Linked DNA regions of Oryctolagus cuniculus: region 1 is linked to region 2. The links are chromatin contacts, called in public Hi-C maps. All regions are on one chromosome and are shown on one strand. The core of a region is the stretch at or near the end of the contact, and the rest is flanking DNA. Distances in the headings are between cores, read along the strand shown. Region 1 holds the start of PPP1R14C (protein phosphatase 1 regulatory inhibitor subunit 14C). Region 2 has its middle 41 kb from the start of IYD.

Region 1 (5,566 bases), core at 2,733-5,232, 170 kb before region 2:
AGAGAGAAGTGGAGGAAGCTTCAGATGGTTTTGAAAGTGAAAGGGAGGATGAGAGGCCATGCGGGATAACTCCTTCAAGAATCCAAGCTGAACCTAGTTTTACAGAAAAAGACAAAATACTCCACAAGGTAGGTTTACTGGAAGAAGCAGATGCTTAATTTTATTAAAAGCCATGAGATGAAGTTACGGATTTTTTTTTCTTTTGTCGTTCATCATGTCCGAACAGTTAGATAAACATTTCTGTTAATTACTGAGACAAAACTTCAGAACTTGTGGCAGTAACTGCTTTTGCTGTGGTTATTGATGCGAGTAGCGAGGAAGTTTATTTTGCTACTATGATTCTAAAGTGTAAAGCCTCAGCCAATGAAAATAAAATCCAGATTAAATGCCAGTGGTTAGCCTAGTGGTTGGGACACCAGTTATATGATACCTGCATTCCTCATGGGAGTACCTGGGTTTGATGCCTGTCCCTGGCTCTTGAGCCCAGCCTTTTGCTAATGTATGTCCTGGGAGGCAATGGTGTTGGTTCAAGTGATTGAGTTCCTGCTACTCAGAGGGGAGAGCTGGATTGAGTGCCCAGCTTCAGTCTGGCTCAGCCTGGGCTGTTGTGCATATTTGGATGGTGAACCAATGGATGGGGAGTGTTCTCTCCCTCTCTCTCTCTTCAACACAAATAAACAAACCCAGAACTAGAAGGAGAAAAAAAAGTAGCTAAAAGAAAAACTGCATTGATATACTTGATACTCTGCGAACAACACTGTTCTGTTTAACTGTGTCATGAAGCACAGTGAAATAATGGTCTGCATTCTGAAAACTGGAAATGTTGCAGGAAATTGGCCAAATCCCAAAGGACAGATGCTATTTCTTCTGCTTATGCTGAAAGCCAGACTTAAAATTACCTTTTGTTATCATTTTTTGGTTTATCAAATCATTGCGAGCATTTAGATCTAGGCACCTTATGGCTCTTAGGACTCTAGGAGAGAATGTTAAGGTCAGGTTTGCGGCCTGGGGCTGGAATTGTGACACTGTCAAGGTAGATTACCAGGTGTTGCATAATGATTGTGACATCCAGTCTTTAAGGAGTAAGGACATTTGCATCCAAGTATAAACATTTATACAGTATTTAATTGTTTCCCTGGGGGGGGGGGTAATGGTGAAGACAGTACTGGGATCCCTAATTAAGGCATCTTATCTGACAACCTCTGAGCGTAAAGATCATATTCGGTGATAAAGGACCTATATAATTCCTAAAAAATAAGTCTTTCCCCAAATCTGAGAGCCACTGGAAAGTGCCCAGTTAAGAAAACACAAATCTATGAAGACAAGGGGATTGGCCAATGAGGTTTCCTTGGGCTGATTCACAGCAGGGAGGCGCAGCCTCAAGGTAACCGCGCATGCCTGGCATTCTGGAAAAGCCCCCGACTATATTCACTCACTCAAAGCTGTTCACTGGGGGCCAGCGCCATGGCTCACTTGGTTAATCCTCCACCTGAGGCGCTGGCAACCCATATGGGTGCTGGGTTCTAGTCCCGGTTGCTCTTCTTCCAGTCTGGCTCTCTGCTGTGGCCCGGGAGTGCAGTGGAGGATGGCCCAAGTGCTTGGGCCCCACACCTGCATGGAAGACCAGGAGGAAGCACCTGGCTCCTGGCTTCAGCTCGGCGCAGTGCTGGCCGTTGCAGCCATTTGGGGGGTGAACCAGCGGAAGGAAGACCTTTCTCTCTGTCTCTCTCTCACTGTCTATAACTCTGCCTGTCAAATAAAAAAAAAAAAAAACTGTTCATTGTTTTTGATTCACTAGCATTTTTGAAAACTCGCCTAGTGGGTTAGAAATAAAAGCATTTGCCTTGAACAAACATGTATATTGTACTGTAGAAGAGAAACACCCTTGGATGGTTTTGCTGAGTTTACATATTCACTTAGGCAAAGGGTCTCTCACCTGGGAAAACTTCCTTTATTCTTAAATATTTGTCTTCAATTTTTGAAATGTGCAGAAACAATATTTCTACTGTCCGTCAAGGACTGGAACATTGAGTTTTAATTATTCAAATGCAGGGTGAAGTGCGTGTGTGTTTGGAGGGGGGCAGAGCAAGTGGATGTGTACCAAGAGCTCTCCAGATCTGTTCTGTTCCTCCCTGCGAGTCAGGGTGAGCCCTCTGGGCCTCTGATGGTCACTGTACTCGTGGAGGAGACCAAGTGACTTCCCAGCCGCACTTCTGCCAGTTAAGATGCTGTGTCTTTTAGAAGCTGACATTTTTGAAGTTGGAAGTGAGAGCCAAGTTGCAAACACAAAGGGAAAAAAAGCATTCTATGCAGTGAGAAAAAATTAACACAGGAATTTTTCAGAAAGAACTTTGTGAATTCTCCTAAATTCTTTGAAGCGGGTCTCGAATGACTGAATTCATTGTCCAGACTCAAAAGCAAGGAGTTGGAATCTCCCACTCTTTGCTGCAGGATCACAGGCCCAATTTTCCAAAATAATCGGGATGGCCAGCTCCCAGAGCCAGAAAGAGGCAAAGATTTGCCATAGCTTCTTTTTCATTCGCTAAAACGTTAGCTGTTTCTAAGTTCTCCTGGTGAGTGCCACTGGTTAAAGCTGGCGCTGGCCAGCGTGGCCAGATGCCAGACGCTGGGGAGACACAAGCTTCCTCTGTGTGCTGGTTGCTGTGGCTCTCCCTCCTCTTCCCCCTTGTGGACAGAGTTCCATTTTGTTGAGGGTCTCACTCTTTGGGCCAGGAGGTCAGGGTCAGGGTTTAAGCTGATCTACCCTGCAAGGCAGATGGCGGGAGGCGGCTGTGGAGAGTGGCCATCGGTCCCTAGGGGTCAATCATGGTAATGTGGCGTCCTGGTCCCTGCTGTATTTGTAGGACAACCTGCCTTCTAAAGGACAGCCGGCCCCTGCTACCAGCAGAGATCTGCTCTTTTAGTCTTGACCATGTCCTCATGGGGACAGCCATCAGAGGCCAGCGGGAGCCAGCTGACTTCACACAACCCTCACCTGGGTCCTTCCCTGTAGCTCTTCTGGTCCTGACCTGTCTTTGGGATGAGCCTGAGGCACAGACCACTTTGGGGAAATCCCTTCTCAGTCTCTGGCTGGAAAACCCCAACCCAAGGCCATCCCAAACCTGGGTAGAGCAGACCTGCGCACCTGCAGTTCAGGCCCGGAGGCAGCAGAGGCGGGGGAGGCTGCTGGGGACTTCTCTCTTTTCCCTTCCTAGCTGTCAGTCTAGAAAGCCACACAGCAAGTGTGCAGAGGAAATAGACTTGCGCGCCCTTCTTATCTATCTCACCGCTGACAAAGCTGAGGACTTGCCAGGAACCTTTACTCATTTCTTTTTTTAAACGTTCATAAAATTGCTCACCTGTATCTGAACCTCTTTGTAGTTTGTTTCAGTGGCCTGAACAGAAATGCACTGTTACGGGTAACGGAAATGTTTCTCCTTGTGAATGCGTGCGCGAGCCCACCCCCACCCCCGTGGGTTTCCAAGTCCCCTCCCCACCTCTCCGCCCCACGCCTCCATAATCAGCTCATTCATTCCTAACTCCCCTTGGCGGCCTGACGTTTAGAGTGGAGTCAGCCAAGGCAGGTGCCTTCCCCGGGGGAGAAAAAGAGGCTGTTTGGAAATGGTGTGGACGGAGAGGAAAGCTGGCTGGCAGCGAATGCAGGGCCAGCCCCGCGCCGCCGACCCCTTCCCGGAAATGTTTACTGTCCCGATGGCCCCAGCCCCGCAGCCCCAGCGCCGCGCGCGACCCCCAGGCCCCAAGCCCTTTGGAGGCAGAGATACCTCACAATGCGTGCGCCTACCCAGTGGCTCGGTGAGCCAAGAAAAATGGGCTGCGACGATTTCCCGAGCGCGCGGATTGCCCGATCGCACCCGCGACGCCTCGTCGATTTTTCTCACCGTACAGAGCGGAAGAGGCTCCCACCCGCCGTGAATGGGAATCTGCATTTGGAGCCGGGGGCGGGGCGGGGCGGGGCGGGGCGGGGCGGGGCGGGGGCGCGAGGACCCTGCACCCTGCTGCGCCAGCCGCTCCCGCGCCCCCTGCCCGGCTGCCGCCAGCCCGGGCCAGCGCTCCGGAACCGCGGGTGAAGCGCAATCTCCCGTCTCCAAGAAGCAAGGCCCGGGACCCCGGGACACCCGAACCTGGCCAGTCCCTTCTGGGTCTACACGCAGTCCCCGCCCGTGTCTGCGCGTCTCCGCGGGCGACTCCCGCGCCGGCGGCGCTCCACCAGGAAGCCGCTGGATCCCTCCTCCCGGGACTGGACGGCGAGGGGGGCCCCGGCTGTGTCTTTAAGCCCGCGCTCGCCGCCCCGCCCTCCTCCCCGCCCCCGCGGTCCCGCCCGCCCTCCCCGCCGAGCCCGGCTGCCGGGCGTGCGCGGCTCGCGGAGCAGGTGCCGGCGAGCCTCGCTCATGCGGCTGCCCGGCCCGAGGTGGTAGCGGCGCCCGCGCGCTCCGCCCGCCGCTTCTGGGCCGCACTCGGCTCCGGCGCGGGACCATGTCTCTGGTGACTGGTGGCAGCGAGGCGGCCGGCGGCGGAGCCGGCAGCGGCGGCGGCGGCGGCGGCGCGCGGGTTTTCTTCCAGAGCCCCCGGGGCGGCGCCGGCAGCAGCCCCTGCTCCGGCAACAGCTCAGGCTCCTCCCGGGAGGACTCGGCGCCCGAGGTCGCGGCGGCCGCTGCCGGGCAGGTTCAGGAGCCGCAGCCCCAGCAGCAGCAGCGGCGCCACCAGCAGGGAAAAGTGACGGTGAAATATGACCGCAAGGAGCTTCGCAGGCGGCTGGTGCTGGAGGAGTGGATCGTGGAGCAGCTGGGTCAGCTGTACGGCTGCGAGGTAGCAGGGCGCGGGGCCGGGGTGGGTCGGGACCCTGTAGGCATCTGTGCCCACACGGGATCTCCGGGGCTCCAGCGCGCGCCTGCGCTCGGTCCAGACTCCCGGGGACTGAGCGCCCGGAGCACGCCCTGGCGCCGAGGTGCAGCGGCTCTCCCGTTGCCCGGTGCCCCCGTGATGGCCCTGGGGGTGGATTGGGTCCCGCGAAGCGCTGTGGTTTTCTCTGAGCGCCGGGCGCGTCTCGGCTGCAGGGCAGCTGCACGAAGTGGAGCCTCCGAGGGGCTCACTCCAGCTGCGCCCCAGCCGCGGACGGGGAGATCGGCGCTTCCTGCTGGGATCCGATTTGAGGGGAGAAGGAGCAGGGCAGGGGCTTGAGCGTGCTGGGCAGAGAGGAGAGATTCTGGGAATCTCAGAGAACCTCTCGGTTCCTGAAATTTACAGCAAAAATCGTGAGACGATCAGTTTCCCTTTGCCAGCCAGCCCGGACGCCTGGCCCCCAACGTTAGTCCTTGCATTTCCAAGGCTGTATGTGTTAGGCTTGGCCAAATCAGTTTTTCTTTCTCCCCATAGATGGGCGCAGAATGCTCCGTGGGCCCCCTCCGAGCGTGCCCAGGTGGGAGTCAGGCAGCCCCGCGGGTGGTGTGCGGCGTGCGCCCTGCTCCGGGCTCCGGCGGAGTCTCCCACGGCTCAGGGGCCAAGGTTCTACGCAGGGCTGACTGACGTGTACACGTTTGATGTAGGG
Region 2 (6,303 bases), core at 1,626-4,125:
TCCCCACCCCTGAGAAGACTGAACCTGGGAGGTGGCGGGGAGCTAAAGCCTTGCCCGAGAGGGCACAGCCATTAGCATCGGAGCCATGCCTTGGAGAAGTGGGCAGTAGACACACCGCTCCTGGTGGATTCTGGGAAAAGACCTGCAGACAGACATAAAGCGGGAGCACTGGGAGGGAGCGGAAGGGGGCAGGGGGCAGAGGCAGGGAGGCCCAGGACACAGGCGAGGGCCAGGTGGTTATTCTGCTGGGAGGCCATGGAGAGCTGGCCCAGCATAGGGCGGGGGTCTCCCTGCTCTGGCCACCCTGTCACGACAGCGACCTCCAATCTGAAGCTCCTGCCAGCTCCCACACTATCCAGCTCCCACACTATCCAGCTCCACTCCCCCTGGGCCTGATGTTCCATGGTGCCTGTGCTTACTTGGGGCCAGGTGTCTTGAAGTTCCAGCTTTTCCCAAGTTCCCACAGGGTCCAGACAAGAGTGCTGCATCCCTTATCCCCTAATGGGAGGGGCATGGGGTCTGCGTTAGTGTTTGTGTCACTAACAAATCACCAGAAGTTGGGTACCGCAGGAAAGAAGTGGTTTATTTAGCTCACAGTTTTGGAGGCTGCAAGTGCAGACAGCGTGGTGGTGCCTGTCCGGATGGAACCTCATGGTGGAACAGTGGGGGCGTGTGCAGGAGCAAGGGGACACTTCTCAGACAGGGAGCCAAAGAGGCTGGGGCATGGCCATGCTCCTGCTTCTACAACAACCCTTGCAAGAACAAACTCGGGGGTCCCCTACCTGAGCCAGCACCTGGAATGACCCAAGGACCTCCCACTAGACTCCCTCTTAAAGGTTCTGCCACCTCCAGCACCCAACACCTGAACACAGAGGACCAGGCCTCCCCCAGGCAGGCACCCAGGTGTCAAACTGCATCCAAACCACAGCAGGGTCCCAGTGCTCAGCCAGCATTGAGCTCCGAGTGGGTTATGGCTGGTGTGACATGTGCTGATCTGTTAGTTCATTATTTATTCATTCAGCAAGGACCATTGAGTCCCCAAGATGTGCTAGGCAAGATTCCTAATTCATATAATTTATCATATAAATAATAATAAGGTATGTAGGCTGATGTCAGTGCCTGGAAGGAAGGTTAAATCTTTACCGAGGGAATGGTTCTGTGTGCGTGTGTGTGTGTGTGTGTGTGTGTGTGATTTTAGGTAGCTGACATTTTGAGGACGATCCTGTTAAAAATAGAAACTTAGATGATTTCATAAGATCATTGCAGGAAGTTGCTGCTGGGGTAGTGCTTTGCTGCTTTAAAAATCAGGACACTTAGGGCCGATGCTGTGGGGAGGCGGGTAAAGCCACTGCCTGCAGTGCCAGCATCCCATATGGGCGCCAGTTCAAGTCCTGGCTACTCCTCTTCCAATCTGGCTCTCTGCTATGGCCTGGGAAACCAGTAGAAGATGGCCCAAGTCCTTAGGCTCCTGCACCCATGTGGGAGACCTAGAGGAGGCTCCTGGCTCCTGGCTCCTGGCTTCAGATTGGCGCAGCTCCGGCTGTTGCAGCCGTTAGGGGAGTGGGCTAGCGGATGGAAGATCTCTCTCTCTCTCTCCCTCTCTCTCTCCTTCTCATTCTCTTTCTGTGTAACTCTGACTTTCAAATAAATAAATAAATCTTTTTAAAAAAAATCAGGACAATGAGTCGGGTATTATGGTGCAGTGGGTTAAGCTGCCACTTCGGACGCTTGTATCCCGTATCAGAGTGCTGATTTGAGTCTACCTGCTCCATTTCAAATCTAGTTTCCTGCTGATGCACCTGGGGAGGCAGCAGATGATGGCCTAAGAATTTGAGTACTTGCTGCCCACGTGAGAGATTCGCATGGAGCTCCTGGCTCCTAGCTTCAACCTGGCCAGTGCTTGCTGTTGTGGGCATTTGGGGAGTGAACCAGCAGATGGAAAATCTACTCTCTCTCTTAAATAAGTAAATAAATTAAAAAGAAAAAAAGAGGCCTGCGATTTTCAGTCCACCAGGAGTGCAGGTGATGTCTCTTGCACAGATTGGTTGGGTTCTATCACTGTCATTCGGGGACTAATGCTTGGACAACCTGATTATGTGCAGTCTGAAAGGTGATTCGCTGCTTGTGGAAGGGGCTCCCAGGGCTGAGTTGAGTGTCTCTAGGACAAGTGGCCTTAGGAGACCCCTGAAGTGGTAGCTGCTCCCCGCTCACCTACACACACCAGTCACACCCTAGGCCCTCGCTAAATGAGCAAAGAGACATGGACTGGGCCTATTTTGAGCTTGGACAGAATTTTTACATTTTTATGTATGTATTTTATTTATTTGAAAGGCAGAGAAACCCAGGCATGCTGGGGGTGGGGGAGGAGAGATGTCCCATTTGCTAGTTCACCCCCTCTTCTAAATACCCATAATAGCCAGGACTGGCCTAGGCTGATGCCAGGAGGCAGGAACTCCACCCAGGTCTCTCTCGTGAGGATGGAAGGGATCCGACTACTTAAGCCATCACCTGCTGCCTCCTAGGGTGCATATTGGTGGAAGCTGAAATCAGGAGCGAAGTGAGGACCCAAACCCAGGTATTCCTACATGGGACGCTGTGTCCCAAGCTACATCTCTACGGCTAGGCCAGAGGCCCACTCCGGGACAGGGACATAGGGTTCTTGCTAGGACCCTTCTGGAGCGTTCTTTGCATGTCGTTAGAGAGTTACGTGGAGGGGCAGGACTCACAGTTTGATGAATGTGGTGGTAATAAAAGCAAACTCAAAAACAGCCTCCCGTGTCAATCAAATCAAACTCAAAATGACCCCGCTGCTGTGGGTCCTGTTACAGCAGCAGAGGAGCTGAATGGAGCCGAGCACGCAGGCAGCGAGCCAGACCCGTCCCAACGGACGGACACTGACAAATCCATCAGCTGAGGCTGTCTAGATACAGTTTCAGCCCAGTCAGCGGCGGCTCCTGGTGTCCTCCCAGCTAATCATGGCACAGCACGAGGAGCCTGGATGTTTCACACAGAGCAAGGAGAGACCCACACGCCTGGCGTGTTTTGTTACCGCCCCCACCGGGTTTGGGATACCTGCAAAGGTGCTGATTGTCTAGGACGAGGAGCCACAGGGGGGCTCTTTCTGCAATGCAAAGTTGCACTGCTGCAAAATTACAAGCAACTAGGTTTGGGGAATTGGCGCCTTGTTGTGCTACATAGCGTGATCGAAGTCAGTAAATATGCAAGAGTCAGCCGACATCAATGTCTCCCGTTTCACAGAATTTCTGAGCTCTTCCATTGCGTCCAGGTTTTTACAGATGGCAAACAGTCTCCAAGGTAACGAAGGGACTCATCCAGGAGCTGAGAATTTCTAGCAAAACCATGATCACCGTGCAGATTTTCTACCTTCCATTCAACTCTGGCCTCAAATCTATTTTCCTTGTCCCAGGTATTACTAATGATATGTGTTTCCCAAATGTTTATTTAAGCTTGTTATTTTGAAATGACATCCAATTTGAACTTTTTCTCCAAGATTTTCTTTCTTTTTCCAGAACAAAGACTCTGTGTTGTCACTACTACCCACACAGTTGCTTAAGCCAAAAACTTCTGTTATCCAAGGTCAGCATTGTGGCACACCAGGTTATGCCGCCCCTTGCAACAATTCAGAGTAGCTCTCTCTAGATTGATTTATTTGAAAGGCAGAGCTAGAGAGAGAGAGAGAGTGAGAGAGATTGATCTTCCATATTCTGTTTTATTTCCAAAATCGTTGTAACCCACCCAGAAACGGGCCAGGCTGAACCCAGGAACTTGGAACTCCATCTGCGTTTCCCAGGTGAGTGCATGGGCCCAAGGACCTGGACTATCTTCTGTTGCTTTCCTAGGTGCATTAGTAGGGAGCTGGATTGGAAGTGGAGCAGCTGGGACTTGAACTGGAGCCATAAGGGATGCTGGCGATGCAGGTGGTGGTTTAACCACAATGGGTTAGCCACAATGCTAGGCCCTTATCAGGTTTCTTGTGTGTGTGTGTGTGTGTGTGTGTCTCCCAGAGGTTCACGTGTTGGAAGCTTGGTCCCCAGTGTGCCGTGGGAGAGGCCATCGAACTTCTAAGAGGTGGGGCCTAGCGGAGGGTCAATGGAGCGCTGCCTTTGGAAGGGATCAGTGTGGATCTCGGGGGACCCCGGCTGGTTTAGCAAGAGGGCTGTCACACAAGGAGCGTCTCATGTGTCACAGCAAATGCTCAAACCCCAGCCCACACCCCTTCTTGGCGTCCTCGCACACCGCAGCTCTCTCCCAGCTCACAGCCGGAGTGCCCGAGCCCCTGAGACTCTGAACCTGCTGAGCCCCTGATCTGCTGGGGTCTTGGCTCCTCTCCGGCTGGATCATTCCTGTGCTCAGGTCCCACCTTTCTTGAGCACAGTGTGCAAGTAGCCTCCCCACTCCCTTCCCGCTCCTCCCCATGGTGTCATCCCCACCACCGGCCCTGCTGTACCAATGGGCACCTCGTCGGCCAGAGTGTGGAAGGAGGAGGATCTGTCTCGATACCGAGCATCAGCGAGGTCTACTCAGGGGCCGAATTTCCGTGAGGGGTAAAGAGCGGTGTAGTGAGATAAGTAGAGAAACCCTCATAATTTTTTTCAAGATTTATTTATTTATTTGAAAGTCAGAGTTACACAGAGAGAGAAGAGGAAGAGAGAGACAGGTCTTCCATCTGATGGTTCACTATCCAATTGGCCGCAATGGCTGGAGCTGTGCCAATCCGGAGCCAGGAGCCAGGAGCCTCCTCTGGGTCTCCCATGTGGATGCAGGGGCCCAAGGACTTGGGTCATCCTCTACTGCTTTCCCAGGCCATAGCAGAGAGCTGGATGGGAAGTGGAGCATCTGGGACTCAAACCGGTGTCCATATGGGATGCCGGTGCTTCAGGCCAGGGCGTTAACCCGATGCGCCACAGCACCGGCCCCGAAACCCTCATGTTTGTAAAAGAAGAAGTGCCTTAAGCTGCATACAATGATGCTTTTAGACTATAAAGGCATTGGGGTGACCATCGGCTTGGCAGTTAAGATGCCAGCACCCCGTGTAGGAATGCAGGGTTTGATTCCTGGTTCCACTCTGGCCTCCAGCCTCCTGAATACAGACCCGGGGGGGGGGGGCACTGGTGATGGCTCAAGTAGTTGGGTTCCTGCTACCCACGGGGGAGGCCTGGATTGAGTTCCCAGCTTCAGTCCTGCCCAGTGCTGGCTGCTGTAGGCATTTGGGGAGTGAACCAGCAGATGGGAGCTCTGTCCGTCTCTCTGCCTCTTGAGTAATAATAATACTAACAAGAATACAAAGGCATAAACATGTGGGCTGTCTCTGTTTGTTAGCAGACAGGGCTGGAATAGAGGTCCTGGTCTTCCCATAAGGAAAGAATTTCAGAGATGAGATGGAGTAGAGGAGAGCAAGGTAGCCAAGCTTAACGGGGCGGTGCCTCTGGCAGGACACACGGACACAGTGCCTGGTCACTGGGCCTGGAGCTTGTAAGGGAATGAGGTTCCCATCTCCCTGCCCTGTCTCCATCCCCTGCTCGCAAGCCTCTTCTTCTAGACAAAGGGTTTGCTGGGTCTGAAATTCTGAGAGAGAGAGAGAAGGAGAGAGAGAGAGAGGAGTGTGAGAGAGAGAGAGAGAGAGAGCACATGAAAGCTGCGGGAGGAGCAGTGTCTTGGTGCATTCTGAGCTGCTCTATCAGAATACCCCAGACGGGCTGACTTGTCAAGGCCAAGGTCGCAGTCCGGAGGCTGTGACGTCCAGGGTTGAGGCGCCTGCCTCTGGCGAGGGCCTTCCTGTGCTGTCAGCCCGTGGAGGCGGAGCAGGTGCAGCAAGCTGCACTGTCTTCCTCTTCTTACAAAGACATGAGGGCCAGTGTGGGAACTCCACGCTCATCCAACGCTAATCCCCTCCAAACATGGGCATTTCCAGTACATGAACTCTGGGGAGCCTCAGGGAAGCCATGGCAAGCGTGTCTGGGGGAAAAGCAGGAGTTTAGGGTGATCCTGGACACCCCCAGGAGACATGCAGCAGGCCCTGCCTAGACAAGTCTGGAATTCTGGGCAGATCCTGAGAGGGGCTAGTGAGTAGTGGCAGCGGACACTATCGGGTTTATGATTGTCCGATCCCCATTTTAAATGGCCCGGAGGATAATGTTTTAAAACAGAGGGACAAGTGTTCGGTGCAGTTGCTAAGACGCCAGATTCAATATGAGTCCTGGATTTGCTTCCCATTCTAGCTTCCTGCCAATGCATACCCTGGGAGGCACCAGATCATGGCCCAAACACGTGGGTTCCTGCCGC

The links. A called contact is a pair of places that touch in the nucleus more often than the background predicts.
Region 1: a contact with region 2 is called in a Hi-C map of psoas muscle, with 6 times the contacts expected there. The contact joins the promoter of PPP1R14C here to the enhancer-like site in region 2. A contact is called at or near these places in 3 of 6 Hi-C or Micro-C datasets (psoas muscle, skin fibroblasts and an unstated tissue).

Annotation. Positions count from the first base shown.
Region 1 is chr5:17,734,794-17,740,359 of mOryCun1.1, reverse strand. It overlaps PPP1R14C (protein phosphatase 1 regulatory inhibitor subunit 14C), which reads left to right and starts at 3,982. Exons shown (of 4, transcript XR_007915900.2): 1 at 3,982-4,827.
Region 2 is chr5:17,559,308-17,565,610 of mOryCun1.1, reverse strand. No RefSeq gene overlaps it. Among named protein-coding and RNA genes, the nearest start is that of IYD, 41 kb to the right of the region's middle. Within about 2 kb of position 2,875, at least 1 of the 8 cell types and tissues checked has an H3K27ac peak or open chromatin away from gene starts, as enhancers often do.